Regions from separate parts of the Mus musculus genome. Here all the other regions are linked to region 7. A link is a contact called in public HiChIP or PLAC-seq and promoter capture Hi-C data. All regions are on one chromosome and are shown on one strand. Each heading gives the region's core, a stretch centred on a gene start, on an enhancer-like site or on the middle of the called end of the contact. The rest is flanking DNA. Distances are from core to core; before and after follow the strand shown. Region 1 holds the start of Ccdc65 (coiled-coil domain containing 65). Region 2 holds the start of B130046B21Rik (a long non-coding RNA gene). Region 3 holds the start of Fkbp11 (FK506 binding protein 11). Region 4 overlaps Nckap5l (NCK-associated protein 5-like). Region 5 holds the start of Nckap5l (NCK-associated protein 5-like). Region 6 holds the start of Cacnb3 (calcium channel, voltage-dependent, beta 3 subunit). Region 7 holds the start of Spats2 (spermatogenesis associated, serine-rich 2).

Region 1 (4,271 bases), core at 193-2,692, 420 kb before region 7:
GAAGACTGAAGAGCAGGCATGAGAAGGGCACAGCTGGCTGCCTGGAGGTCACAGTGTGTGATTGGGGGCTTCGATGCTGCTTCAGGTGCAGATATTCCTAGGAGGGAGTGTGCACTGGTGTACATCTTTTTGTTAGCCACAGATTTTGCCCTTGAAAAGTAGGGTTAAAAAAAAATTTTTTTTAAGGAGCTGAAGAGGGCTGGTGAGATGGCTCAGTGGGTAAGAGCACCTGACTGCTCTTCCGAAGGTCCGGAGTTCAAATCCCAGCAACCACATGGTGGCTCACAACCTCCCTCATCTGGAGTGTCTGAAGACAGCTACAGTGTACTTACATATAAATAAATAAATCTTTTTTAAAAAAGGAGCTGAAAAGATGGCTCAGCGGTTAAGAACACTGGCTGCTCTTCCATAGATCTTGAGTTCAATTCCCATCAACTCACAACCATCTGTCATGGGGTCTGATGCCTTCTTCAGGCAAGCAGGTATACATGCAAATGAAGCACTCACACATTTAGAGAGAGAGAGAGAGAGAGAGAGAGAGAGAGAGAGAGAGAAACAAATTTAAGCTGGAAGTGATGACTCCTACATTTGATCCAAGCACTGGGGGTGGGGGATGTGGGGCGAGGCAGAAGTAGATGGATTTCTATCTATACAGTGAGTTTCTGGCCATCCAGGGCTACACTGAAACACTGTCTTAATTTTTTAGTAAGATTTATTTATGTGTATTTGCGTTTCTCTTGCATGTATATGTGTGGACCATGTGTCTACCCCATGTCCACAGAGGTCAGATGAGGGAGTCAGATCCCCTGGGACTGGAGTTATGAACAGTCATGAGCTGCCCATGTGGGTGCTAGGAACCAAACCCAGGTCTTCTGCAAGAGTGGCAAGTGCTCTTTGCCTCTGAGCCATCTCTCTATCACTAAGGAGACAATTTACAAAATATTTTTAAATATTTTATGTGTATGTGTGTTTGTGCACGTTAATGCAGCGTCCACCGAGGCCAGAAAGGCGTGTTTTGATCTCCTGAAACTGGGGTTCCAGGTGCTTGTGATCTCAGACCATTGGGCTTGGCAGTACCTCCCTTACCCAGTGAACCATCTCATTATTTGTATGTATGTGTAAGTGGTTTTGACCTGTTCTACGAAATCCGATGCTGTCTTCTGACCTCTGCAGGCACCAGGCATGCGCACGGTGCTCAGACACACACGTGGACAAACCAGGCATACACCAAATTAAAAAGTAAAATGGAAAAACTATTTGAAGACATTTATTATTTTTTTAAGAGAGACTAGGGTTCTTGATTTAAAAAAAAAAAAAAAAAAAAAAAAAGCCTACTTAAAAGAACTGACTGCGGTCCTCCGGCATGCAGGGGGCGCTGAAGTAATGCTGCCTCCCTATTTCTCACCCCGCGGTCTTAGCGAAGGTCCTTGTTGCTAGGAGACAAGATGCGTCTTTCTGTTCTCCAGCTGGGAGTCGGGTGTCGCCTGAGCACTCTTGGCGTGGAGGACAGAGGTCTAAGGCCCCATTACCTTAGCTCCAGAAGGTCCCTCCCTGTCTATGGGAAGTTTTTCTTTCTAATTCCTCACAAGTGGCTCGTAGCAGCAGGCAGAGGCTCCTTGCCCGGACCCAGTCCGCAGCCCAGCCATGTCTAAAAAAGGAAAAAAGCCCAAGTTGCCCAAGGCACCCCTGTCCGAGGAAGATCAGCTGCTTATATTTCAGCAAAAGATGCTGGCTGACGAAGAGGCAGCCAAGAAGAAAGAGAGACTCCTCACCCAGTTCTTGAAGGTGATGCTCGTCTGCAGTGTGTCCTGCCCAAACCCCCAAACCCCCAAACCCACCGCCCATGCACTGGTACCGTTGCCTGGGGTCGCGTCCTTGTGGCAGGCTCATTTTCATCCTTTCCTATCCCTCTGAAGTCCTTGGTCCCAAAATACATGGGCTTCAGACAACATTGGTTTTTGCCTAGGGCATTCTCTGTGAAACATGGGGGAGGGGAGAATTGAGTTTGGCAGTATCAACCGAGCCCCCAGAATTAGGACAGTGGATGCTGTCAGGTGTCCAAATTCAGCTGTCTTGAATTCTGAGGTTGGGTCTGGAGTGGGGTCGTTAGAAACTCTTCTCTGATGCTTCACCCTGAAGGGAACCCATTCATTGGAAACCACAAACAGGAGCCCCCGAGTGTTGGCTGCCAAGGGCTTTGTTTGTGAGAATACACGGGGACTGGTATTTTTCAGCGTGGTATCGATAGCACCGAGGTGGACCTTTCGCCTTGGCTGAAACGCATGTGATTACTCCTCCCTCAGGACAAGTTGGCCAAAGAAGAACACAACAGCGCTCTAAACCTTAATAAGATTAACACGCAGTGGAGAACCATCCTCAGGGAGGTGAAGACCAGAGAGCTTCACCAAGACATCGAGATCCTCAGCCAGACCTTTGAACGCGTGGTGGACTGTAAGGACAGCGTCATCAAGGTATGCACCCTCTCGGGCGTGGTGGCGCACACCTTTAATCCCAGTACTCGAGAGGCAGAGGCAGGTGGATTTCTGAGTTCAAGGCCAGCCTGGTCTACAGAGTGAGTTCCAGGACAGCCAGGGCTACACAGAGAAACCCTGTCTCAAAAAGACCCCCCCCCAAAAAAAAAAAGAAAGAAAGAAAGAAAGAAAGAAAGAAAGAAAGAAAGAAAAAAGAAAAGGGAAAGGGAAAAGGGAAAAAAGAAGGAAAAGGAAAAGGAAAAAGGGAAAAAAAAAAAAGTATGCACTCTCTCCAGAGAGCAGGCGGGGATGGCTTCCAGACCTTCCTAGGTAGAATGGGCCTAGTGAATTATTTATTATTTATTGTTGTTATTGCTGCTGCTGTTACTATTATTATTAATTATTATTTTGAGACAAAGTCATGTATCCTATTATTGTTATTACTATTATTATTACTTTTGAGACAAAGCCATGCTTTCCTATAATGGCCTCAGACTCACACGTAACAGGATAGATAACCGTGAACTCCCCACCCTCCTACCCCAACTTCCCAACTGCTGGAGTGGCAGGTGTGAGCTACACAGCTGGATCTACCTAATCAGCCTTCAAGCCTTCACCAGGCACAGGCTGTGACAAACGTGGCCTATTGGTTCTAATCACTGTCACTGAGATGAGAAAGGAATTTCTGAGCTGTAACTCTTCTCCCCTACCTTAGAGGCTCTGAATCCTATGGGGCAGCCAGCATCACCAGCAACTTGAACTCAGGCCCACGCCTTTATTTCAGTATCCGAAGGCTCAGTTCCAGAGAAGGAAGCTGACCTATCCAGGGTTGTCCAGTTCCAGGCAGAAGCCGAGAGGACTCTCGTGTGGATATTTTGTTCTTTCTGAAGGGTCTCACTCTGTAACTCTGGCTGTCCTGAAACTTGCTATGTAGCCAAGGCTGGCCTCAAACTCACAGAGATCCACCTGCCTGTGTAGGTGCTTTGGCCTAGTCCACTGCCTCATTCAAACAGTTTGGCCTCCTTGATTTAACATCAGAGGCTCTGGACAAGGTCGGGAAGCCCTCCCTCACAGAGGTAAGAGCAACTCTGGATTTCCAAACCATTCAATCAGCCATCTTAACGCTCTTTTGGAGAGAGACAGGAGACTGAAACAGACTTGTGTAGCCCAGATGGCTGTAATTAGCAATCTTCCTATTTCTGCCTCCCAGAAACTGGGATTATTGGAGGTGCCATCAGCCCGGATCTGCATATGCTCTTAAGAAATTCCTGAATCACTCTCATCTTTTAAGGGATTTTGATGCATCCATTTCTTAAAACCTATGGGTATGGGGGCTGGAGGGATGGCTCAGAGGTTACCGGTAACCACACGGTGGCTCACAACCATCTAGAATGAGATCTGGCGCCCCCTTCTGGCCGGCAGACACATGCAGGCAGAATGCTGTATAAATGATAAATCTTTAAAATCCTGTGTGTATGGTATGTGTGGGGGCGGTACATGCCCGTGGAGGTCAGAGAGAACCTTGTGGCATCAGTTCTTTCCTTCTACCTCCCTAGGTTTAACTGCTTCCTTGGCTCGGCGTGTCTCCACCTCCCACTTTTAAAGTTCCTGTGGTTTAAGCAGAAATAAAGCCTGTGTATGGGCCTTCTATTCTCTGTATTCCCTGTACAGCCTGGCTTTGGGATTGGTGACCTTGATGGCCACCTTGCTGCCCTTCCCAGAGAAGCCTTGGGAATCTGGGGGGCTGTGGGGGGACATCGATGAGGTTTGTCAGGTGAGGGTGGCACGTCCAGCCCCTTG
Region 2 (4,112 bases), core at 1,094-3,593, 320 kb before region 7:
TGGCAGACACAGAGGAAGTGCCCAGGGTTGGAAAGAAAGAAAAGAAAAAGAAAAAAGAAGAAGAAGAAGAAGAAAGGCTTAAATGTCAGTCTCAAACCGGTTGGCGTGGATTAATACAAAGAAGGGCTCGGCGCGCCCCAGAAGTCTGGGAGGCCGGAGGCCTGCTCCCGGCCCCGCGCGCGGTTTGGAGGTGTCAAGGCAGGAAACCGGCGCCGGTAACTAGGGATCCAGATAACTGGCAGTGCTGGTGTAGGGGCACTCGAGCACCAGCAACCGGGGGAATCCGCGACCTGCGCGCGCCCCGTAGTGGCTACAGCGAGTATCACACCCCGCACCGTCTGCTGAAAAATCCACCTTCCTCCTTGCCTGGCTGTTTTCCTTGGAGAGACACAGAAATTGTCAAGGTCCTATCCGGTGGGCGATACCGTCTGCGTGGAAAATCCCGGTAACACTTCAGAGCGTCACTAAGGACACGGAGATGGAGGAGAAGGGGAAGGCCTAAAAGTGTCCCAAGCTGATTCATTGGCTACCTTCCCTCTCCAGCTTGGGCCACAGCAGGCTAGAGGCAGTGAGAGGGCCATGATCCTGCTCGGCTGTGGGAGCACTCACCTAAACTGGGAAAATTGGAATAGAAGCCCTTTGTCCGTTTAAATCTGAAGACCTTGACAGTCTTCCGAACTGAGGATGACCGAAGTGGGTAAGAACCCTCAGATTCTCTCTACTCGCTTATTCACAAAATCCTAGGGACAAAAGAATGGGAGGCAGAAAGCGCTCATTTTACATTTACAGAAGTCCGGGATGCCCGGGCGCAAAAATAGTTACTCTGAGGTCCACCAGCTAGGTCAGTGGCAGAGTTGGAATTGAAACTTGAGTTGTAACATCAAAGAGAGCCCTCTCGCCAGGTTGCTGGTTGTGTGTATGCATTCATTTCTTCTCTGCCCAAAGTTCCTCTGTCTCCTCCACTCAGTCACTAGGTTCAAGGCCTCTCCATTACTTTTTCTCTCCTGTCAGGGACCCTGCCCTGCCCATCGCAGGCACCATCCCTGCCCCTTCTCTTTCTCTGTCGGAACAGTTCCACACCGAATGTAGCAGGTGTGGATGGCCCACCCACACTTTCCCTGAAACTAACCCTTGAGTTGGCAGACGCTACCTTCCCTGGTTCCTCCTCTCTCCTCTGTTTCAAGTGTGGGAACAGGTATAGGTGGGAAAGAAGAAAAGGAAGCAAACGAAGCCTGGAGAGAGAGAAGGAGCAGGTGAGCCCAGGGTGGATGGGCTGAGCGACACGAGAACAAAGAGGGGCATCGCTCACTCCCTCTCTCTATTTCCCTGTGGCGTTTTCCTGGTGTCCTCTCGGATGAAGCCTTCCTCGGTTTGACTGATGACATCCACAATCTCCCGGATACTGTCGCTCAGCCCTGCTGTCTTCCCGCCTTCCCTGGGCCGGGTGTTCCCAAGCGCAGGCAGGGTCCTCTCATTCCGCCAGGAGGCGCCTGGGGCGTCTGTGTCGCTTCCATCAGAGGAGCCGCTATGGACGCTGAGATCCTCCGCTTCGTCTGAGTCCGAATCTGGGGCGGTGTGGCGGCGGATGCGGGACACGGCTTCTCGCAACGCCCCGGCGTAGGGCCCTGGAGTCCGCGCCCAGCCCCCGCCCGCGCGCCGCGGGACACCAGCCGCTTCTGAGCCCTTCAAGCTGCCGGCGCATACCGGAGCCGCTGGGCCTAAGGTCGGGTGCTCTTGGCTACCTGGCTGCGTGGGGGCGTCTCGCGGGTTCACTTCTCCGACAGGGAACCCCAAACCGCTGGAGGAGCGCTCCTCCAATGAAGAATCCCCCTGCTGTCCGACCTCGGCCTCGCACTCGCGACCCTCGCTCGGTTGGTTTAAGACTCGACTGCTCAACAGTCGCTTTTGGCAAACTGAAGGGTTGGCAGCGGCCCCCTCGCCCTCCTCCTCGTGACAGGGCTTGGGTTGACTAAGGCTGTCGCTCACACTGCACGACTCCCCAGAGGGCACGAGCTGACCCTGCTGGGTTCGAGGGGTCGGAACGTACTGGGACTTTATCACCACGCATGTGGCGTCAATGACAAAGATGCCTTCTCTACCAGCGGGACCTCGGGAAATGCGGGGCAGGGTGTGGGCACGGCGGGTCACCTTCCAAACTTCCAGGGTCTCATGTTCTGCCCCCTCTCTTTGACCCAGGGACTCTTTCCACCCGGTGCCTCCAGGAGCCCAGGGTCTAGGGAGCGTCTGGCTGTGCCTAACTGGAGGCTTTTTAGGGGAGGCAAGCCAACACGTGGGAAGCCATATCTGCTCACTTCCTTCTTTCCCTTTCCTTGACCCCCTGAGGTGCTGCCTGGACCTGGGAACAGGACGAGGTGGGCTGCTGATCGCGGACCTAGAGAGAGCTGCGTCCGTGCCTGGACCGCCAGTCGTTTTGCCTTGGGAATGACTATCGCCAGCACTGTTCAGGCCAGCAGCAACTAGGCCTGAGCTTTTCTCTATAGCCCCTTTGCAAGACTCTGGCCTAGCTCTGGCTGCTGTACAGCCTGGAGCACCTCCTAAGAGTCCCCGTCCCTGTCTGAGACCCCAAGCTCCTAGAACATCCCGGTAGATTCGAGGATCCAGCCTCTTCTTCGTGCGCCCTCCCTCTGTCCTGGTGGTGGCTGGAACTGGGGCTGATGAGGTGGGCGCCCGGGAGAGCTCCGGGCCTCGCTTAGTCCCCAGGGTCCTGTGGGGACCTTCATAAGAAGGTGGAGCCACATAGGGTGGCGGCCGGTCCCAGCGGCGCCTTGGGGCTGTGCCTGCAGAGCCTCTCAACAGCAGGTGAGCCTCGTAGCTAGGGGGCCCTGGCCTTCTGCCTCCCCATGGCCCCGCCCATGCAACCCCTGGGTCACCCTGCGGGAGCACGGATGGTCGGGGCGCTCGCCCCACCTGCCCGAAGCGCTCTGGTCTGGAGAAAACTGGAAACCCTGTAGGTTGGGCTGCCCGAAGGGCGTTCCGGGGCTCTGGGCGGGGCTGACCTAGGGGACTCCGTCGGGCCCCGCCAGCCTTGCGCCTTTTTCTCTCGGTCTCCTTGGCCTCCCGCTCCTGCGACGCCGCCTTTCTTTTCTCTTGTTCCCGGGCTCGGACCTCGGCGGGGGGGCCCGCCCGCCAGTTGGTTGCCTCCTGCAGCACCCTGGAGGCCCAGGGTCGGCGGGGTGGCGGCTCAGGGGATCCCGGGCGCAGCCTACACCTGGGACAATGAGCAGGAACCCAGGTGAGCAGTTTGCGGGGACAGAGAGCCGAGGTCCGGGGAGCTGGGAGCACTGGAGACCACTTGGGGCAGCCATGTGGGAGGGTTCGTGTGAGTGTCTGAGCGAGTGCACGTGCGTATATGTTAGGGCTAAAGTCGAAATGAGACTCCTCGCCATCTCTCCATGCACACTTTAACAGCGACTGCCCCCATCTCACCGCCTGCCACTAGTACTCCTGTCCCCCTAAACAGCGCTCAATGATTCAGGCCCCAGTCCTCGACGAGTGGGGGGAGGGAGGCGCGGGAAAGAGAAGGGAACAGCAGCAATTGCTGGTGCCAGCGGGGAGGTCTGGACCCCACTTCCCGCCCCACCACTTGCTGCCCCTCACCCCTCCTTCACTCACGTGCGGCTCTGGGGCCCACGGGCCCAGTAGCTGGCCTGGATGTCCATGGACTGTCGAGAAGGAGCGCGACGACTATAATGACAGGAAATAGTCTTCACTTCAATCACCAACAGCTTGGACTTCTGCACCCAGAGGCAGCTGCCGGACTCCTCATCCTGGAGCTCCCGGGGGCTGTCGGGCCCCTCGGAGAATAACGGGCCATCCAGCATCCTGCCCCACCCCACCCCGGCCCCCCACCCTCCCACCCGCCCCGTGAGCCCCCTCCCAACCCAGGGAGCCGGCGCCCACTGCAGAGCGGCAGGCCCAGGGACTGGCAACTATATATACCCGGGCACACGTGTGTGCCTGTCTGTGCGTGTGTGAGTGTGTGCTAGCGCGCGAGCGCGCGCGCATGTGACACGCCGCCGTGGACGGCTCCGCGCTGCTTCCTCCCCCATGTGCACGGCCGCCCCCTGGGGCCTGGGATTGGACGCCCCTTC
Region 3 (4,340 bases), core at 348-2,847, 400 kb before region 7:
AGCCTCAGCCCATCTGAAGTGCCTTACCCCCCTCCTCAGATAGCGACACCAAAATATGAAATTCTCCACCTGACAGGTGGATCAGCAAAGTCACCAATCTCCCCACAGCACTCAGCCTCCCCCAACAAAACTGACAGCTGGAGAGATGCCCTGGGGGGGGGGTTCCCATTAACCTGCACCTCTCCAGTATGAAGTCAGGGGCCCTTTACTCTACAACGTCCTGCCACTGGAGAAGGGATGACAGAGAAACCTTCTACCCGGAAAAAGGAGCAGTCAGGCCCCGGCCTTCAGATACTCACCCCACACACATGTCCAAAAGGCTCTGCTCCAGACCTTGAGGAAGAAGGCAAAACTGAACTAGAAGCTACATATCTTCCCCACAGTACCCAAGAGGAAAATCAAAGGCTCCCCGTCATCAAATGAGCTTAGCTCCACTTCTCAGACTCTCTGCCGCAGTGATGTGTGGGGCAAGAAGAGTGTTAGAAGTGGAGTCTGAGGTAGCGGGAGAGCCTTGGGATCCTTTTCATTCTAGCGGCTGTTCCAGAGCAATACAGCCGGCAAGCAAGCAAGGGCTTAGGCTAGGGAGAGGTCAGAGGCACGGGGCACATACCTGGAATCACCTGCTTTTGGCCGAGTTCTATGACCAGAGGATCTCTGGTCAGAGAAGTGTCAATAATGCGTCCATCTACCAAACTGCCCTGAAGACAAAAAAAAATGGTGGGTCTAAACCCACCATTCTTCCCACAATTTGGGACCACCCGGAAGGAAGCAACCCCTTTAACAAACTTGTGTCCTGTCCCCATCTCCTTCCACCCACCACCACCATGGGCAAGAAGGAACAGGAAGCCCCACGGGGCTGGCGCTTCTTGGAGCTCTCTCTATCCTTCTTTTCTCAGCGCTGGAGAGGAATCGGCAGAAAACAAGGAAGAAAGAGAAGCAGGCGAGAGGACGCCCCCACGTGCGGGCTGATCCTAGGACTCAAGTTCTCTAGGATAGCTTGCCACGTGTCCAAGCCAAAGCTGACGTGTTTCAGCCGGGCGCCGCCCCTCCCAGGCCACGCCCCGGACCCCCAAGCCCCTCACCGTGTAGTGTATGTGGAGCGTGTCTCCAATGGCAGCAGATTCCGTGCACGATTCAGGGGGCTGCACCTACGATCAGACTACAAGGGTCAAGGCTGCTCCTCCTAAGCTCCTCTGGAGACCCAGCACCTTTTCCCCCAACTCAGTTCCTTCGCTTCTTTCCTCTTCACTCTCACAGGACCATTTAGAGTCCCAGGCTTCCCCGCGATCCCTGGCCGTAAAGGGGAACGGCGGGACATGGGGTGGGGGGAGGGGAGTGGCACCACAGTCTCCTCACCAGGGTCTCCACTTGGAGGGTCCGGACAGGACTTTCGGTTTCTGGCCCAGCCTCAGCCCGGCACACCGCCCCACTGAACAGTAGCAGCAGTAACAGCTGGAGTGGTAGGAGCAAAGGGCTCAGGGTCATGATTGGACCGGGTCAGAGCACCAGGATACCAGGGCAGGCTGTTCGGGTGCACGCGACCAGGACGGGTTCCCTCACTCCAGGCCAGACTGGTATGGGCGGGTTTTCAAGGCGCTAGCTCCTCCTCCTCCTCCTCTTGCAGCCCTCCCTCCACTTTGTCCCCACCTCCTAGAGGGGAAGAGACTGCAGAATTCCCTAACCTGTGATGGAGGTCGCGGATGGTGACCCATCTAACAGTCTTTCTGACCCATGACGACGGCTGGATCATGTAATAGCACATATTTGCCATTACCAACTGTAAAGAGGGGCGTTCGTTTGTCTCTAACCTGCGAATGGCCAGGAAAGGGAGGCACACACTTGTCCCCATTTCATAGCTAGGGCACTTGCCCAAGGTTAACATGGCAACTGGTGACAGTACTCAAGCACAGGGCTAGCATTTGTGCTCTGCTCGGTCTTCTAAGATCTGTCCCTTTCCACTAAGCCCAGAGGCAGGTGTCCAAGTCGGCTGACCCTTCACACTCCTGTTCATTCTGCTCTCGGGTATGTCCAGAAAGAGCTGGCGGCTTCTCCAGCCTCCTGTCTTGGGAAGCATTACGGGGCATCTTCCTGTAAAAAGTGATCCATCACAGATCTTCTCCTACCAGCAATGGCGTTTCCTTCCTGTTTTCCACAAATCCTTTTCACAACAGCAGCACGGACACCAGTCTTGTGTTTATGCAAGGACTTCAGTTTTTAAAGGGGGCTCAAGTAATTTTAGGCAGCCTTACCAGTTTCGAATTTCATGGTCTGAACACTCACTGACAACCTAAGCTGTGGTACCCAGCTCCTGGTCACTCACTCAAAGGCTGTCTGGCATGGTGTCCTTCCATACCATATTTATTCTCAGGCTGTTTCTTGGTTCGTTGTCTTCTTTAGCATTGATACCGGTTGTAAACACAATTCCACCTGTGTGTCTGGCCAGCAGCTCAGACTACACACACACACACCCAACACACACTTCCTCTTATTTGGAAGAACCTGACCTCCCTGACCTGGCTGTCTTGGTGGTTCTCCTGTACCGACATTCTGAGATTTCTTCCATCTCTAATACCCAACCAGTTTCCTTTGGGATTTCCTCTTCCAGCCCCATTAGCGAGTGCCTCCATATATAATGCTATCATTCTAATTAAGCTCTCATGTTCTCTGGGGGTGGCTTTGTGGTATTGGGGATCCAGTCCAGGCAGGGCTCTGCTCATACCTGGCAAGCGCCTTAGTTAACACCCCTAACCCAGGAATTATTTTTTAAATGCTCATTGTCAGAGGCTGGATAGATGGCTCAGTGCTTAAGAGAGTTTGCTGCTCTTCCAAAGACCAATTCCCTGCACACACATCAGATGGCTCAAAAAGTCTGTAACTCTAGCTCCAAGGACTCCAATGCCCTCGTCTAGTGTCCATATACACAATAAAAATAAATCTTAAAAAAAAAAAAGCAAAACCCTGCCTTCCAGATGTTGTGGTACACACCTTTAATTCCAACACTCAGGGGGCAGAGGCAGACAAATTCCTGAGTTTCAGGCCATGTAGGACTACACAGTCAAACTCTCTTTAAAGAAGCAACAAAAACAAAACACTGGAACCTGAATTGGTACAGTGGGATAGGGTGGTGCACACCTTGAACCCCAGCATGGCTACATAAAACCCCCCTCAAATACTAACTGAAGCCACAGGCGGCAGGAATTCCTGGGGTTGGTAGCATGCTGTGTCTTGAGGATATGGGGTTTTATAGATGCACTTTAAACCCGTCAAATGTGTGCCTAACTTCTGTGCATGTGGCTAGGGAGGTAGCTCAGTGAGAGAATGCTTGTTTTGTTTTGGTTGGTTGGTTTTGTCTTTTCCACACTAGGTTTCTTTGTGTAAACCTGGCTGGCTTGGACCTTGCTCTATAGACCAGGCTGTCCTGGAACGCAGAGATTTGTCTGCCTCTGCTTCCTGAGTGCTGGGATTAAAGATGTGTGCCACTTTCTACCAGGCGCTTTATTCCTAGAGTATAATTCCCAAGCACCAAAAATAAATGAATAAAAATATAATATAAAAAATGTGCACCTCACCATATGAATATATATTTGAGCAAATACAAAACTACACTTCAAAATCTCTCTGGGAAACTAGAAAGTTGTGGCTAACAGACATAGACACAAGTATTGAAAGCACTGTTTTAGGCTCCTGAAAGGGTACCAACATAGTCAGGAAGCCGGTCGTTTCATGCTCCACTGTCAGCAGTGGGCCCCCTCCCTTCCTGTACCCGGAGAGTACATGAGAAGTTAAGATGAGTTATGCTCTAGCAATCAGCTGATCACAAGGAGGGAGGGAACGCAGGTCCTTCTTGGATTTGAACCACAAAGATGGAAGCCTAAGTAAGAAGAGACCCACCATGCTAGCCCAGGGTTACCTACCACCAAACACCTTCTAATAGAGAGGGAGTTCTATCTCCATCCTGACCCCCAAGCGTCTCTCAGATCACTCTCTACACTGCTCCGTGCGGTCATATCGCTAAAAGCTTACATAATTCCATACCAACTGATAAACAGAATTGAGTCCTTGACAATTAAAAACTTGTCATCCAGCCCTAATCTCCATTCCTGAATTGGTCATTTATTAAACTGGAAGTCTTTTTTTTTTTTTTTTTTCCTTAAAACAAGTCCAGGCTGGTTTTGAACTTGGGATCCTCCTGCCTCAGCCTCCTAAGTGCTGGGATTAACAGGTGTGCCCCATCGATCTTGGCTCTGAAAATCTTCTTAGAGATAGAGCTGTGTCTCTTGCTTTTGTCTTCAGTGTTCACGCCTTGTGTGAAAATACTTGCTAACTGAACTGAGTCAACT
Region 4 (3,820 bases), core at 260-2,759, 310 kb after region 7:
CTCCCTTGGGGCTTAGTCGCACCAGTTGCTGGGAAAACCCAGGCTTGGATCCCAGGATGGCCCCAGTTTCAAACATTCCTGTGTGGTTCCACAGCGCATCAGAAAGGTTGGATCAGAGAACTCCTTGCCAGCCAGGCTGGGTAGTGGGGAAGAGACTGGCTCTGGAGACTCTTAATGTGACTGGAAGCTTCTGCTAGAAAGGTGAGCAAGAGGCTCCTCCCTTCTTAAGGGGCCTGATTCACAGGGAAGTGACTTTAGTGTGTGTGGAGGGGGAGGGAGGACAAGCAGAAAGCTCTCAGGCAACAGGGAGACAGGAAGAGAAAACTGCTGAGAAGTGTCTGGCCAGTCAGGCCTGTGGCTTGCACCTGTGATCTTGATGCTGAGGCAGGAGGACTGCTTATGTGGTGAGATATGACACACCAGCTTGGATTAGAGCAAGAGCCTGTCTTTAAAAAACAAGACAGAATGGTAAGGAACATATTCCCCTAAAGTAGCCTTCAGAAACAAGCCTTCAGAGCACGCCTTTAATCTTAGCACTTGGGAATTCGAGGCCAGCCTGGTAAACAGAGAGTCCCAGGACAGCCATGGCTACACAGAGAAACCCTGTTTTGAAAAACTTAAAAAAAGAAAGGAGAAGAAAAGAAAAGAAAAGAAAAGAGAAAGAAAGAGAGGAAGGAAGAAAATAAAAGAAAAAAGAAAGAAAGAAAGAAAGAAAGAAAGAAAGGAAGGAAGGAAGAAAGGAAGAAAGAAAGAAAGAAAGAAAGAAAGAAAGAAAGAAAGAAAGAAAGAAAGAAAGAAGAAAACCCGAACAAACAGTAAAACTTTAAAAACTTTAGGACTGGAGAGATGGCTTAGTAGTTAAAGAGCACTGGCTGCTCTTCCAGAGGACCAGAGTTCAATTCCCAGCAACCACATGGTGGCTCATAACCATCTGTAATGGGATCTGATGTCCTCTTCAGATGTGTCCGAAGACAGAGACAGTGTACTCACATACATAAAATAAATAAATAAACCTTAAAAAAAACAAAAAAACAACAGAGTAAAAATTTAAACTCCAAAGTCTGGTGGCTCATGCCTGTAACCCAGGGATAGGAAGGGGGAGGCAGGAGAACTGGGCCAGTCCGGACTACAGTAGACCCTACCACAAGCCAACAGAGAAATGCCTTTATCTCCCCAACCCAAAGCCAGGTCTTGTGCATGCAAAGCACTGAGCCCTCAGCCCTGCACCCCCTTAAATCTAGAAGGCTAGGACAGACAACAGTTTCTGCACCTCAAACACAGATCTTGCCATACTGACCTTGAGTCAGCCAAGGAGTGCCCCAGCCCCTCCTCTCCAGTGTGTGTGTGTGTGTGTGTGTGTGTGTGTGTGTGTGAAGCATGGTTGCCTGGTCTCTCTCTCTCTCTCTGCTCACCTGGGCCATCAGCCAAGGCCTTCTGGCCCTGAGGAGCCCCTCATTCCCCAGCTGTTCCCTGAACAGTCCTCCTGGGAGAAAAGCCAGGGGCAGGGGGTGGGGGAGGAGTGAGCAGCTGCACGGAGGAAGGGATGGGGGCTTTACTTAAAGAATCATCAGTGACACCAGCCAGTTCAGCTCCCTGGCCAGCTGCTCTCTGGAATCCCAGCCTGTCACACCCAGGGGTCCACTTATCAACAGCAACCTTTGCACCCACAGCAGACACAGAGCAAGCTAAGAGTAACCCCGGTTTGCAGAGAGTGTGGGCAGTCACAGGGTGGGACCTGAGAGAGCCCACTTAATTTCTGGCTCAAAGTAGCTAAGGATTCCAACTGGATTCACTCCTTCCACGGGGAAAGAAGCCAAGAAAGTGCGGCCGTCCCCCAAGCTGGTCCATAGACACAATGGCCCTTCTGCAGTAATGCCTACTGGATCCTCCCTCCAGCTCCACTCAAGGGTACCCCAAGAACCCACCACAGACTGCAGGTTCTTCCAAACCAACTAAGAGCAGGACCAGGCTTCTCCTACAGTGTAGTATTCAAGCAGTGTGGGGTGTTGTTAGCCCCTCGAAGACGTCTGAATTACAACCTTCCTCATCTCAGCGCTCAGAGATCTCCTGTTCCCTGTCCAAGGGTAACAGCTGCTGGAGGTGGGGAGAAGGAAGGGGTTCCCACACAATGGGTTTATTTGTAGGACTACACACCAGGGGCTCAGCAGCCAAGCAGCCGAGGCCCCACTCCCAAAAGGCCAGCCAAGAGCTAAGCCAACCCAGCTAAGGAGATGGAAAAAATATCAGACCAGAAGGCAGAGAGAGAGGTAAGGCCTAGCCCACTGCACAACTGAGATGCTATGTGACTTCAGGCAAGTCAGTCTCTCAGAAAGAGGTTCCTTCCCACTATGTAGAGATTGTTCTAGAAGAGTAACTCTCACGGAGTGGCCTGGGGACCCCAGTCATGACACTGTCTACCCCCATTCCTCGCCACCTTCTCCAGGGGCCCTTCCCACGACGCAGAAGCAGATAAGAGGATCTCTCTGCTCTCTACAAAGTCAGACACCAGATTTGCAAGCAGTAAGAACACGGGCATTCTCCACTCTTTTGTTTTAGGACATATAATTATTTTCATAAGATATGGCATCACGGTTATTATTTCTAACATTTCTATTTCACTGTATTGTTTATTTGTTTGTCTGCTTGTTTTGAGACTGGGCCTCAATATATAGCCTTGGCTGGCTTGGAATTTGTTATGTAGACCAGGCTGGCCTTGAACTCAGAGAGCTACCTGATTCTTGAGTACTGGAATTAAGGGCACAACTAGGTGGTGTAATTACTATTACAACGATGACAATGACGATGTGTGTGTGTATGCATGTACACGTGTTCTCATTTTGGTGCATGTATGAAGGTCAGAACTGACTACCAAAAGTTGTTTTTCTCTCCTTTCTAGTCCTGGGTGTCAAACTCAGGCCATTAGGCTTGGTGGCAAGTGTTTGCCCACTAAACCATCTCAATATACCTGCTTTTACACCTGCCTGCCTAACAGTCTGTTTTTGCATGCACATGAAGGCGCATGTGTGGAAGTCAGAGGACAATTCTTGGGCGTCGTCTCTCTCCTTCACCCTAAGGTCTCTGGAGATCAAACTCCAGATGCTGTCAGGCTCAGTGTCAAATGCCTTTACCAGGATAAGCCATCTCATTGACCTTTAAGTGAACAGAATAAACATTTTAAACTCTCAGTTCTAACACAGCATAGGAAGGGTAGCCAGAGGGCATAGAGGCCTCTTTCCTGTGGCTTCCTGGCTACCACGTTTCTGTCTTGCCACAGGCCTAAAGCAATGGTTTGAAGCCTATGAAAATACAGACTAAATAAATCTTTCCCTAGAAAGAAAGCATAGAGATCATATATCAAAAGGCTGGAGAATCATGCTTGGTTGAGAATCACGCTTGGTTAGCTTTTAGTTTTGTTTTTGCAGTCCCGGGATCAGGCCAAGGGATGAACCCTCTACCAACCACGCTACTGTACAGTCAGAGGATCCCGTCCAGAACAGCCATCCAGAGCCGAGAGGGAAAGTTCAGTTTATCACTGTTAGCACTACCTACAGGTGGGAAAGATGGCTAATCCAACCGAGAAGTTACACTCTTTCTGCTTATCAATCCATCTATCCTCCATCTATCTATCACCTATCATTTATCCATCTATCTATCTACTACCTATCTACCTATCTTTATCATCCATCTATGTATCTATCCATCATCTATCTATAACCTATCTATGGTTCTATCTATCTATCTATCTATCACCTATGTCTTTATCATCCATCTACCTATGTGTCTATCATCTATCTATAATCTATCTATGGTTCTATCTATC
Region 5 (3,826 bases), core at 1,087-3,586, 330 kb after region 7:
CCTGGAGCACTAGAGTCCCGAGAAAGCCCTACCTCAGAGGTAAGGGGGCTGGGCAAAGCAGGGCAGGGGCAGCTTCCCCCTGTTGCTTGGAGGTACAGAGGTGCAGTGTGTGGAGACAGCAGGTAGGATGGGCAACAGCAGTGGGGCCCTCCTTGCCTTCTTCCCACAAGAGGGTGGATGAATGTGCTGGCCTCCCTGGCTTGGATCCTAAAACAAGTCCCAACAGCTGAGATGCAAACTGTCTGCTGGGAATCTGCCTACCCTGCTGGCCCTTGGCTGCCTCCTCCTCTCTCAAACCCTCCCCAAAGACCCAACTCAAAGACTGGCCCAGTCATGATGTCTCACCTTGATGGGTGGGCCGAACCTGAGCCAGCAGGAGTTCATACCCCAAGGCACCGGGGTGAGCAGAAAAGGCCTATTCACGGGCGGAACAAAGTTCTGTTTTTCTCAATCCAAAATGCTAACCCTAATAAACTGTAGCCCAGCAGTTTAGCTCTCTTAACAGAGCCAGCCTGCTGGAGGACCCTTCACCCCTCACCCCTCGAGTCACCACCTCTGTGCATGTTTGTGTGTGTGTGTGTGTGTGTGTGTGTGTGTGTGTGTATGTGTGTGTGTGTATGGGAGGTTTAGATCTTTCTGGTCCTACTGCTGAGCTCTGAAGATGAAGGAAACTATGCTCAATAGAAGCAAACCATCTTGCTCAAGGTCACAGCGCAGGCTGCAAGACCAGGGCCCAGGGCTCTTGACTCTGGCCATCCTGACAGCAACTCAGTGCACATACACGAATATTCTCTGCCATGTGGTGGAGTGCATCCCTTCTCTGAAGCCCGACTCTTCCAAAGGCTAGAGCTGGAGAATACTGTACAGCCAAAGACACCTTAGGTAGACCACAGGTGCTGGAAACAAAACCAAACAATCTATGTGGGAATACAAGGAACTCTGCTCACACACTAGGGATGGGTTTTAAAAATCTGAGAGCCAGGTTTTCAGGCCAGATTGGGAGGGGGGGGGGTCCTGTAAGATTGAAGAGGGTCTACAACAAAGCAATTGTACAATGCTCACTTCCCCTCAGAGGCCTGAGCACACAATAGTGAGAGACTCCTTCCCCATGGTTCCTCAAACCAGTCCTGATTGCCGGCCTCTGTCTCCAACCACTTCCTCTGGCTGACAATTGTGTTTAAGCAGGAGGGCCCACTGGAGAACGGGAGAGTTGGCGGAGAGGGAAATCAAAGATTGCCTCCAAACCTAAGGAAGCCTTCAAGCCTAAAACCTCCAGCTCCTGAGGAAGGCGGTCTTTAAAAAGCAGCTGTTGGGCAGGCTGGGTGGGTTCATGTGAGCCCTCTGGAAAACCAGGCTTAGGAGATGAAGGCCTTCTGTGCCCTTGGGACAGCGCCAAGGCTAGAGAGACAAGAGGGGCCTTCCGCCCAGGATATAAAAAGAGGGAGTTGGGGTCCCAACTGCCGCTCTCCTGGGCCTGCTAAACCAAGGGAATGTCAGGCACAAATAAATTCTCTGCATTCTTTTCAGCACCCCAGCCCAAACCCAGAAACCTTTTCAGTCGGGGCTGCCCTGTCCCTTACTCCAGCCCAACCCATCTCCTTCGCTCAGCCTCTATTCAGCATGCAGGTTGTCGGGTTCCCTTCTTCCCACAGCCCCTCAGAGCCTCAGCAGGGTGGTTCCCAAGACCCGGTCACTCCGCCTTTCCCCGCCTCCCCCACGCCCTACAGCCCCGGGCCACAGGGACTGGAAGGAGTGCGAAGGGGTGCCCCGGGCTGCAGTCTGCGCCTGCGCTTTGGGGAGAGCCCCCTCCCTCCGCAACCCAGCACCGCTAAACGCTACCGGGACCGTGGGATACGGGGAGGGTGGGATGCGCAGTGGGGGCAAGGTCAGTGCTTTCAAAGAGGGAGGGACACCCGCCACCGGAACATCCCCCCACTCCCGAAAGTTTCCCTTCCGGGGCCACCGAGTGTGCGCGAGGATGGCGCAGGGGGCGGGAGGGGGTGGGGTGGGGGGGTGGACAAAGTCACAACAGGACCCCTCCTGGGAGAGTGCAGCGCGAGGGACCGGCAGGCGTCGAGGTGTGGGCCGGAAGCCTCGCTCGCTGCCCCTTCCAGCCAAAGCTGCCACGAGAGCCTTTCACTCCACACTCCGCGGCCCCCACCCGGGGCGTGCGGCCCCCCACCTCTCAGCCCGTTAAATGCCAAACAGGCCTGAACTTACCGAAATCAGGTGCTGAGCTCGACTGGCTTGGTCCACAGGGTCCATGGCCGCATCTCGGGGGCGGGAGGGCGAGGGGGGTGCAGGAAAAGGGGGGTACCGGAGCCACCTCTTGATGTCAAGGCTTTAAAGGGGCCAATGAGCCCCGCCCCTCGCCCAGACCCCGCCTCCCTCCTCCCGCTCAGCCAATCCACGCTCAGCCTGGGTGCCTGCCCCTCCCAGCTCTATCCAGATGTTCCCAGGACGAGAGCTAAGTCTGCCCGGCCGGCGCGCGCCGCTTCCGCCCGAGTGGGCAGGGCCTCCCCTCCCCTCCCCCCTGCGGAGAAACACTCTTCCTCAGGCCGGAGCTGACCTGCAAAGCCTTCGCGGTGCTCCCGGTGCTCCTGGTGCTGGGGATCGGGATGCCAGGCCCGGCCGAGTGGGACTGGAGCCGGGGCATTTAGAACAGAGAAAACTAAGTAGGTTTGCGCGGGCCCACGGGCATGCGCGTCTGCTTCCGTGGGTCTGGGCGTGCACGTGTATGTGGTTGAGAGCGTGTTTGTAATTTGCTGCATACGTGTTAGGTGCAAATCTACAGGAAGAGGCTTGAGTGTCTCCTTGGCCTGAAATGCACCCGCCTCTCTTTTCCATCTCTAGGTCGGGGACCTCCCAGAAATCTGGAAACTGGAAGCGAGGAACAGGCACATGTGTAGAAAGCAGTGCTGGTTTAAGAAGCAAGGCAGACCCAGGCGTGGTTGCTCATGAGAAATCCTCGCACTTGTGAGGCAGAGGCAGGTAGATCTGTAGTGCAGAAAAAAGAGACTGTGGTTGGTTTTTAGCTACTTTCTGTCAGGGAAGAAGAAAGTACAGTCCAGTCACTTCACTAACCGGGAGGAAACAAGCTAACTCTTGCAGGCCTTTGCAACTTAAGAGCTCAGTACGGTTGTCCTTGGTCTGTTTGTTGTTACTGATTGGTTGAGACAGGATCTCTAACTCTGGCTAGCCAGGAACTCATGATATAGGCCTGGCTGACCTTGAACTTGTCATGATCCTATAGCTTCTGTCTCCATTTTGGTCCTTAAACACTTCCTTGCCCTTCGGTGGATACCTTATAATCCTCAGCTATATGCACTGTATTAACTGGCCTGGATGCGCACACAGGGGAATTCAGAGGTATCTTTGGACACTTTGTATATTTTATTAATATTGCTTCTCTCTTAGGTGTACAAATGAGACTTAAAGCAAAATTAGTCCAGTAAAAGAACGGGTGCCCTACAAGAATGTAGGGTGGTCAGGTTGGCTGGGATGCATTTAAGGGGTCCTCTCTGAAGAAGGCATTTTAGAGTGGGAGTCTAAAGATGGAGAACTTGAGTAGGACCCAGGCAGGAATAAAGACAAGTGATTGGCAAGAAGCTAATTACCAGAGTGGGATAGCAAGCAAATCCTCTTTTGTAGGGGGGGGGGGGCAATGCAAGAGGTTTTATCTGGAAAACAGAATGAGCATTTATATAAGGGAGTCATTTTGGATTAAACAACAACAACAGAAGAAGAAGAAGAAGAAGAAGAACAACAACAACAACAACAACAACAACAACAACAACAACAACCACCACCACCACCACCACCTCCG
Region 6 (3,958 bases), core at 847-3,346, 490 kb before region 7:
GCAGAGAGGTCTGACTGGGGAGCTGAGGAAGGGGCGCTATTGAAAGGAGGGCCGTGCCAGGCTCCCTCAGTGACCCTCTCTGAGTTCCCGGGGAGGGGGCAACCTAATAGCTGGAATGTGAGGGGCCTCCACCTGGAGTAGAACTCCCAGTTCCTGCCTCAGTTTCCCCACTTGCTGCCCAGTTAGTTTTCTAGAGGTTCTCCGCTTCCACACCTGGTCTTTTAAGGCTTTCCTCTTTGATCTTGCTTCCACAGCTGGATTAGCAGGAGAACTGGCATAGGCAGGTGTGGCTCTAGTGAGAAAGGAAGTGGACATTCTGTGGCAGCTCAGAGGTATAGGAGGAGAGAGGGGAGATCAAGTGCCTGCAGGACCCAGGGGATGCCTGTAGGTATGAGGAACTGGAACCCATCTCCAGGAGGAGGTGGTTGGCATGGCAACGAATTTCTCAGAGGCCGACTTAGACACCATTGTCCCAGCTGGGGATGAGGACAACAAGGTCCCCGTGAGGCTGATAGCAAATCTGCTGCCTAACAGTCCAGGGATCCCCATGGGTGGGTGGACAGTCCCAAAATTAGAGAGGCCAGGGGAGGAGATTCCAGACGGGACCCTCTTCCAGGAGAAGAGAGCCAGAAGGGTCTTACTCTTTGACACTTCTCCACCCTCTGGGAGGAGAGAGGGGACTAAGGAGACAAAGGAAAAGGATGGTACAGGACAAGGCAGTACTTGGGGACACAGAAGATATCGAACTAACCCTCAAACACACTGGGTTGGAGCAGTGGAAGCTGCCTCCCCCAGTTGCAGCTGGTGCCCTCAGACACAAGGGCTCCAATAAAGTTGCCTGCCGGTCCTTCAGTCAGGAGACAGACTAGGGTGTCATTAGATGAGCCCCCCCCCCCATCTTTTTCTTACCGAGGGAACAGGAAGATAAGATATAGGTGGGAAGCCAGTTGGCTTGGGTGGGTGGTCTTCCTCTCCTTTCTACCGCACAGAACCTTCTATAGATCTCTTGAACCCTTCCCAATTGTAACCGGAAGGGTGGGCAAGTGTCCTGAACTTACACCCTCCGGGGTTTCAGGAGCTAGAAGTGGCAAAGGGCTGAGTTGAGAAAGCGAGACACCAAGCACGGCTGGTGTCTGCCTCACATCCTCTTGGGATGCCCAAGCAGGAGGTTAAAATGCAAAAGGAAAATTTTGGTCGGGGGGGGGGGGGGAGGGATGTAAAAAGGGAGCGAGCTCAAATGATGACAGCTTTTAGAAGATCTCTTCAGAGATTGCGACTCTTTCCTCGAATGGCGGGGTGGGGGTGGAGGGCGCTGACTGGTGCTGGATGATTAGAACCAGCATCCTGCACACCGTACGTAATTCTGGTCTTTTGCAAAGCGGTAGGCTTTACCCTTCTTCCTTCCCAACCTCAGCGTCAGGATCGCACCTTTGCTCCACCCTTTAAGCTCACCTAAAACAGCCCCTTTCTGCCCCAGTTCCCGCGGATGCTTTGGCAATGTCTGGCACAATCCTTGGCAGGGAAGTGAAGAAGAGAATCTCCATCCCGGCTTAACTTGGATAAAATCTGCCCGTGCAACAGGTGTGGGGAGGCCTAGCCACCGTCCCCGAACTTCCCCCTTCTTAAGGGTCGGCCCTTTACCGCAGCCCGGAACGGAGAGGGCCGGGCACCTGTTGGGGCAGGAGCTGCTTTCATGGCACGGGTCTGGGAGCTCAAAACCATTTCTCCCTAGTACCACTGCGGGGTTTGCTTTGGGTGTCTCCAGGACTTGCAGAGAGCTGACATTGCCGGATCACCTGAGACCTCTTCCCCATCTGCTGTCCGTCCTCCTTTAGATCTCCATTTTCCTGTCTCCGCGTTCTCCCTGCCTCCAGTCCTCCTCTCTCTCCAGCCATCCTCCCCGCCGCCCGCACCCTCTCGATTCTCCACCGGGCTCGCGTCTGGTTGCGGCGTCTCTCCCCTTCCCCTCCCCCGCGCCAGCCCTTTGTTTCCCGGCGGAGCAGTTCCTGGGTTGCGAGAGTCCCTGTCTCTGCATCTCTCCTCGCCCCGCCTCCTCCCCGCCGGGATCCGCCCCGCCTGCAGCCTCTCCGCCCTTCTTCCCCGCCGCCCCGGCCCCGGAGGTGCCGGGGACCCACCTTCCCGACTCGCGTGCGCCCGGTTCCGCGGCCCCGGCGGGTCCCCCCTGGCTGCCGCGCCCCCGCCGCCCGCGTCTTCCCGGGAGGGGGTCAGGTGGGCGGGCACTATTGTTGTGGGAGCCGGCGGCAGATTCCTCAGCCGCGCTGGCGCGCTCGGGGTGGGACCGGCTGGGCTGGGGGGTGGGGAGGGGAGCGGTGATCTGAGCTGCGAGCAGCTGGTCTTCGCGGCTCGCTCCTTCCTTCGCGCTCGCGCTCTCCGCCGCCGCCGCCCGCAGGGCTGCGCGGCTCGGTGGCATCTCGGGCGCGGCCCGCCGTCCTCGCCCCCGGCGCCGCTCGCTCCCCCCACCCACCCCGGACTCCCCCATGTATGACGACTCCTACGTGCCCGGGTTTGAGGACTCGGAGGCGGTGAGTGCCCGCGGGGGAGGGTGGGGGGTGGGGGTGGGGGAGTTGGGATGACACCTCTCTCTCTTCAACCCTTCCCCCAGTTCTGCACTTTGAAAAACGCCTTGGCAGCGAGCGGGGCAGCGCGCGTAAGCCGGCGGGGGGCTCTCTAGGAAAGTGGGAAGATGGTCTCTCATAGCCAGGTATCCCAGGTACTCCGGTGTGTGCACAGGGACGCTGTAGGGGGAAGGCTCGAGCAGGTGGCCCCAAAGCTCAGGACATAGGAGGCTGAGGAGGGGAGGACAGAAGGCCCCGACACCGAGGTTTTTAGAGCGAACATGGAACATTTGGAGTTCCGTATCCTGGGTTCATGGGGTCTGAACACAACAGGGAAAGCTGAGCTCCGGGGGAGACACTCCGGACTTGTGCCTCAAGTAAATGACAAATTAGGGAGCTGGAAGAACATTAGCGACTCGCGTACCAGCCTCTGCAGACAGGAATTCTAGAACTTGGTCTCTTTTTCCTCTCTGCCCACCCCCCCTGCGCATGGCCTTGACTGCTCTCACTCACCACTGCCTCTAGCTCAGCTTCTTGGAAAGGCCACCAACCACAGGGGTGGGCCATCAGACTGTGTTCAGTCTAGCCCCCTGCAGAGGAGGGCCTGGAGGTGAGGCCAGGGGAGCTCAGGGGCATGGGGATGGGAAGGAAGCTCTTTGCTCCGAGAACCAGGCAACCAATAAATATTTAATTCTTCTCTTTGCTTTTATCTCCTGACCCACTGAGACAAATCAGCTCATTAGACAGTGATTCCCGGAGCTCAGAGAGCAGAAAGACTGCCTGGAAAGATGGGACAAGAGTTGGGGGGGGGGGTCAGTGTCAGAGCCTCATGGAGTCACCAGTCTCCCCTTAGACATCCCACTCGATATGGGAAAGGACCACTAACAGGGCTTGAAAGGGTCCCCTGACAGGATTAAATCGAGCCTTTTATCTCCGGCCCAGGAAAGAGGAGTGGTGAGCCTCAGAGCAGGCATGTGTCAGTCAGTTGATTCTGGGACCAGGCTCCTTCAGGACCCAATTTTCCATGGGGCTCTGGGGCTAATTACGTTGCAAGGGAGAGCAGAGAGGTGGTTCTGAAGGCTCTGGTGGGCACCTCTTTCTGACAGTTGAAGGGACAGTTGGCATAGCCCTGGGAGTCAGAATAAGCTGGAGGAGAGACCTCTCTGCGGGGCTGCAGGGCCCGAGGAGCTACCTTCTCATCCCTGGTGAGAAGCCGGGGCTGATGCAGGAGACTGATACCTGGATGTTATTTGAGGGCGGCCTGCTGACCCATTGCTCCCTCCTGACCTTCCCCGGTTCTTAGATCTCTTCCCCCCCAACTTCCCTTCCTCCCGCCAGCTCCTTGCTCTCCCCGAGGCCCCCTCTGAAGCAGTAGGAGGGAG
Region 7 (3,863 bases), core at 1,271-3,770:
CAGCCTGCACTTCCGGAGTTTGAGAGCCTTGCTCTATCTCAGGCTTGTTAGAGCTCACTATACAGTTTCAGGCTGGTCTGAAACTTGAGCCTCTTCTACTCGCAGCCTTTTGAGTATTGGAAATACAGATGTGCATCACCACAACTGGTTTGGCTCCAAATTCTTTAACTTTTATCTGTGCAAAGTTAAGAAACACAAAAAATTGGGCACCTGGTACTCACTATGGAGACCAGGCTGGATTTGAACTCATAGAGATCCACCCACCTCTTGAGTGCTGGGATTAGAATGTACTGTTACACCCAGTAACTTGCTTCTTTTTAAAAAAAACAGTGCTAGGGGCTGGAGAGATGGCTCAGCAGTTAAGAGCACTGACTGCTCTTCCAGAGGTTCTGAGTTCAAATCCCAACAACTACATGGTGGCGCACAACCATCCATAATGACATCTGATGCCCTCTTCTGGGGTGTCCTAGATAGCTACAGTGTACTTACATATAATAAATAAATAAATCTAAAAAAAAAAATTAAAAACTAAAAACAGTGTCTTGCTATGCATCCCAGGATGGGTTCGAACTCACAATCCTTCTGCCTCAGGCTCCTGAGTGCTGCAGTTATAGTGTGTGCTGCTGTACACGGCCCAATACCTTTTATTCTTATATAAAGAACGGTGCCCAGGGGAGGGCAGTTATGAACTTGATCCCCAGAATCCACAGGGTGGCTCACAACCATTCAGAACTTCAGGTCTTGATCTGTTGTCCTCCTTTGAATTCTGCTGGCACCAGGTATATGGTATACATACACGCAGGCAAGACACACAAGTTCAATCAATCAAAAAATATTAACATTACATGAAAAAAGAACTGCGCCTAGCATGTTTAAGGTTGGGGGTGGGTGGGGAGGGGCAGCAGTGCTCTTCCAGCACGGTATAAGCCTCGGATTTCCTAGTGATCAGGAGGCTGAGGCAGGAAGTTCCAGAGTTGGAGGCCAGCAGAGAGCTACATGGCCAGATCTTGTCACAATAAACAAAAATAAAAACAGTGCACAGCAAAAAGAACAAGGATCCGATGAAGACATCTGACTTGGCAGACACATACTGTCCCATGGTCAATTATATGATCTAAGACTGGAGTGATAAAACATATGGATATACTGTGCTCTGCCTGTAGCACACATCTATAAGCACGCACTTGAGGTGGTTCTGACTATTCAAAGCCCCTTTGCTTGGCTTCAAAGGAAGTGAGAAGTAGATGGTGATGAATATTTTCAGTGATGATTTAGTCGAAAACTCAGCCTCTACCAGGCGTATCCAACCTTTTGATATTGTGACATGATTGTCTTCCACAAAGTTCACTATTTAGATTTTAAAAATAACCGCCAAAACAGGTCTCATATTTAAGTTCCTTGGCTTGAATGTGGTTGGACATGCCCTTCCTAACCTCTCTCTCCTGATCAGAACCGGTAAGACACTAACTCAAAAGATACATCAATACTAGCGATGATCTGGCTCTGGAGAGGCTGGAGATTTCGAGCCCTGATTACGAAGTTAGGTATTTAACAGAAAGATTCGACAACAGCCCTTCCTAATCACAGCCACGTAGAGGGATGCAGGAAGTGTGAGGTCGTTCGCTCGCACATCCTCTCTCCAGAACCTCTCCCATCAGGCTGGGTGGCCAGGTGGCTCTGAAATAACCTTTAGGAGCAGAAGGTAGGTCCGGAGGCGGGCAAAGTTAAAGGGAGTGAGCGGCTGAATTGTTCCCTGCTAGAGAGGGCGGACGTGCCTGCAGACCTGGAGCGAAAGGCTCTAGGATCCCATTGGGAATCTTCGGCCACCTCCGGTGAGTTTCGGCTCTTTCCGTCAGTTCCCGCTCGGCTCGTCACTTAGGGGCACGCTGGCGCCCACTCCTAGCCCGGCCGCTTTAGGTCGCCTTTCCCGCACGCGGACGCGAGTACGCGCCCTGCTCGTCTCGCCGCCGTTCCTTCCCGTTTGGCCCCTGACCCGCTCCTTCAACCCCTCAGTGAATTAATTCCCCGTCTCCCGCAACTCAGGCGCGCGAACCCCGCGCGAAGGGAGAGCGCCTGAGAGGAGCGGTAACCCGGCCGCGCGCCCCGGTCCCCTCGGCTCCGGTCTCCCGCGTGCGGCGCATCGGGGTCGCGCCGGCGCGAGCGCGCGCCCTGCGCTCCGGCTGGCGGGGGGCGCATGCACGAGTACGAGCGCGCGCGCACGCGCGGGCTCCGAGGCGGGGCGAGAGGGGCGAGCGGCGGCGCGAGTGCGGGCGGACGAGGGTCGCTGTGGATCCGCGGGCACTCCGGCCCCAGCCGCGCCTGCGAGGCTCTGCCGGCCGCCCGGCGGACGAGGGACGCGGGGAAGGCGGCGGTGGGGGCGGGGCGGCTCGGCGTCGGGCCTCGGGCGAGCTGGGGGAGGAGCGCGGCAGCGACGGCGGCGGCTCCCGAGGACGAGGGCGAGGAGGAGGCGGAGGCTCTTCTTTCCTCATCCCAGACCCGGGAGCGTCCGGAACGCAGAGCCCGGAACTGGGGGGACGCGGCGGCTGCAGGGAGCCCGGGCTAGGTAAGGCTGGGGGTGTTGGGTGAAGTGGGTGGCGGGGGCGAGAGGGGCCGGAGGTGGAGGGAGGGCTCGAGGAAGGGGAAAGAGGGAAGGGGCAGTTGTTGGGGGTTGGGGTACCGAGAGGAGGGGGACCGGGAGCCCTTTGGTTCCCGCAGTGTGGAGAGGGCCGCGGGTTTCTGGGGTTAAAGGGGCGAGCGAAGCACACGGGTCCGAGTTGGGGAGTTTCCAGAGGATAGGCCGGAGAAACAATGGAGTGAGGGGGACTCTGGCGAGAGCGTGTGTGCGGTCCTAGATTTCAGAAACTACGTGCGGGATCGGAAAGAATGAAATAATGGGTCGATTGAAATGTGAAGTACGGCGAGATGGGCATGTGTAAAGTCTTCTGCATTGTGTCAGGACGCAAGTGCCATCATGGGACTTAAAGGGTAGAAGGACAATTTCGGAATTTGAGAGGAAACCGGACTAGAAAAGGCAAAGAGAGGCAAAGAAATACGAGTTTGGTTTTGAATTAAACCAGAGCCTAGGATAGAGGTGCACTAGAGGGTCTTCGTCTCCTAATTCATCCAAGATGATTCTATTTTTTTTTTTTTTTAGGGAGTGGGTTAGTCTTGGCCCCTTGCTAAGGCATGCAAGCCCTTCTCCCAGTAATTTTATTATTATTATTTATAGTTCATTTTGTTGTAAGGCAAAACTGTAATATTTATTCTCGATCAGCTCAGCAGACTACTGTATATAATTTCTCCGTATTTATTGAAGCAAGAGAGAACACACTGCCGGCAGTACTCTACCATGAGCGAGGTCAGCGATACTGCGGAGTTGAAGATGTTTGGTTTGAAAAGTAATGAATAACTGTGATTTTTTTTTTCTTTTTAAATTTAAGTTGTCTGTCCTTTGTTGGAATTTTTGTTTCCCATTGAGAAATGTTCCGGCTTGAAAAAAAAATGTTCATAAACCTTCTAATTCTGGTTTTGTGCTTGGGGGAAGAGAGTTTCGGTTTTTTGTTTTTAGAAATTGTTCAGGGATGCTGATTCCTAGTGGTCAAACTGCCTCCACATTCTCGTATTTTTGAGTTAAGGTGGTTTGGGAGTCCTGTGAATAAGTATTTCAGGGTTATGGACTTTGCATTCCACCCCCCCCCCCAGACTCCCCCCTTGGGGGTGGTCTTAGTCTTTATCAGTAACCTAGGCTGGCTTGTGACCTATTGTGTAACCCCAGTTAGCCTTTGAAGTAAAGTTCTTTTGCCTCAGACTCCCAGCTGCTGGGATTACAGCTGTGAGGCTGGGCCTGTATCTTCTTTATACTT

Evidence for each region. Promoter capture Hi-C pulls out the DNA fragments that hold promoters and counts their contacts. HiChIP or PLAC-seq counts read pairs in DNA pulled down with a chosen protein or histone mark. Capture Hi-C pulls out chosen DNA fragments and counts their contacts.
Region 1: a contact with region 7 is called in a promoter capture Hi-C map of pancreatic islet. The contact joins the promoter of Ccdc65 here to the promoter of Spats2 in region 7. A contact is called at or near these places in 1 of 115 datasets of contacts at active chromatin or transcription factors (bone marrow-derived macrophages) and 1 of 9 other capture datasets (pancreatic islet).
Region 2: a contact with region 7 is called in a promoter capture Hi-C map of liver, with 3 times the contacts expected there. The contact joins the promoter of B130046B21Rik here to the promoter of Spats2 in region 7. A contact is called at or near these places in 3 of 39 promoter capture datasets (liver and pre-B cells), 3 of 484 Hi-C or Micro-C datasets (all in embryonic stem cells), 1 of 115 datasets of contacts at active chromatin or transcription factors (embryonic stem cells) and 1 of 9 other capture datasets (pancreatic islet).
Region 3: a contact with region 7 is called in a promoter capture Hi-C map of embryonic stem cells. The contact joins the promoter of Fkbp11 here to the promoter of Spats2 in region 7.
Region 4: a promoter capture Hi-C map of liver shows a contact between it and region 7, with 3 times the contacts expected there. The contact joins the enhancer-like site here to the promoter of Spats2 in region 7. A contact is called at or near these places in 13 of 39 promoter capture datasets (the 3T3-L1 cell line, cranial neural crest, embryonic stem cells and 8 more) and 3 of 115 datasets of contacts at active chromatin or transcription factors (bone marrow-derived macrophages, embryonic stem cells and extraembryonic endoderm stem cells).
Region 5: a contact with region 7 is called in an H3K27ac HiChIP or PLAC-seq map of microglia, with 5 times the contacts expected there. The contact joins the promoter of Nckap5l here to the promoter of Spats2 in region 7. A contact is called at or near these places in 1 of 39 promoter capture datasets (liver), 1 of 484 Hi-C or Micro-C datasets (embryonic stem cells) and 2 of 115 datasets of contacts at active chromatin or transcription factors (microglia and pancreatic cancer cells).
Region 6: a contact with region 7 is called in an H3K27ac HiChIP or PLAC-seq map of embryonic stem cells, with 5 times the contacts expected there. The contact joins the promoter of Cacnb3 here to the promoter of Spats2 in region 7.

Annotation. Positions count from the first base shown.
Region 1 is chr15:98,706,752-98,711,022 of GRCm38.p6, forward strand. It overlaps Ccdc65 (coiled-coil domain containing 65), which reads left to right and starts at 1,443. Exons shown (of 8, transcript NM_153518.2): 1 at 1,443-1,785; 2 at 2,304-2,471. The coding sequence starts at 1,645.
Region 2 is chr15:98,803,972-98,808,083 of GRCm38.p6, forward strand. B130046B21Rik (a long non-coding RNA gene) reads left to right here and starts at 2,344. Exons shown (of 3, transcript XR_003951472.1): 1 at 2,344-3,253. It overlaps Ddn (dendrin), which reads right to left and starts at 3,954. Exons shown (of 2, transcript NM_001013741.1): 1 at 3,634-3,954; 2 at 1-3,229. The coding sequence starts at 3,842. The coding sequence ends at 1,306.
Region 3 is chr15:98,726,601-98,730,940 of GRCm38.p6, forward strand. It overlaps Fkbp11 (FK506 binding protein 11), which reads right to left and starts at 1,598. Exons shown (of 6, transcript NM_024169.4): 1 at 1,357-1,598; 2 at 1,083-1,148; 3 at 611-698; 4 at 300-333. The coding sequence starts at 1,485.
Region 4 is chr15:99,439,137-99,442,956 of GRCm38.p6, forward strand. All of the region lies in intron 1 of Nckap5l (NCK-associated protein 5-like), which reads right to left. Nckap5los (a long non-coding RNA gene) reads left to right here. Exons shown (of 5, transcript XR_003951477.1): 5 at 1-3,820. Among named protein-coding and RNA genes, the nearest start is that of Nckap5los, 8.2 kb to the left of the region's middle. Within about 2 kb of position 1,510, at least 91 of the 459 cell types and tissues checked have an H3K27ac peak or open chromatin away from gene starts, as enhancers often do.
Region 5 is chr15:99,455,412-99,459,237 of GRCm38.p6, forward strand. Nckap5l (NCK-associated protein 5-like) reads right to left here and starts at 2,337. Exons shown (of 13, transcript NM_001001884.1): 1 at 2,221-2,337.
Region 6 is chr15:98,632,671-98,636,628 of GRCm38.p6, forward strand. Cacnb3 (calcium channel, voltage-dependent, beta 3 subunit) reads left to right here and starts at 2,097. Exons shown (of 13, transcript NM_007581.3): 1 at 2,097-2,543. The coding sequence starts at 2,499.
Region 7 is chr15:99,124,325-99,128,187 of GRCm38.p6, forward strand. Spats2 (spermatogenesis associated, serine-rich 2) reads left to right here and starts at 2,521. Exons shown (of 13, transcript NM_139140.1): 1 at 2,521-2,563.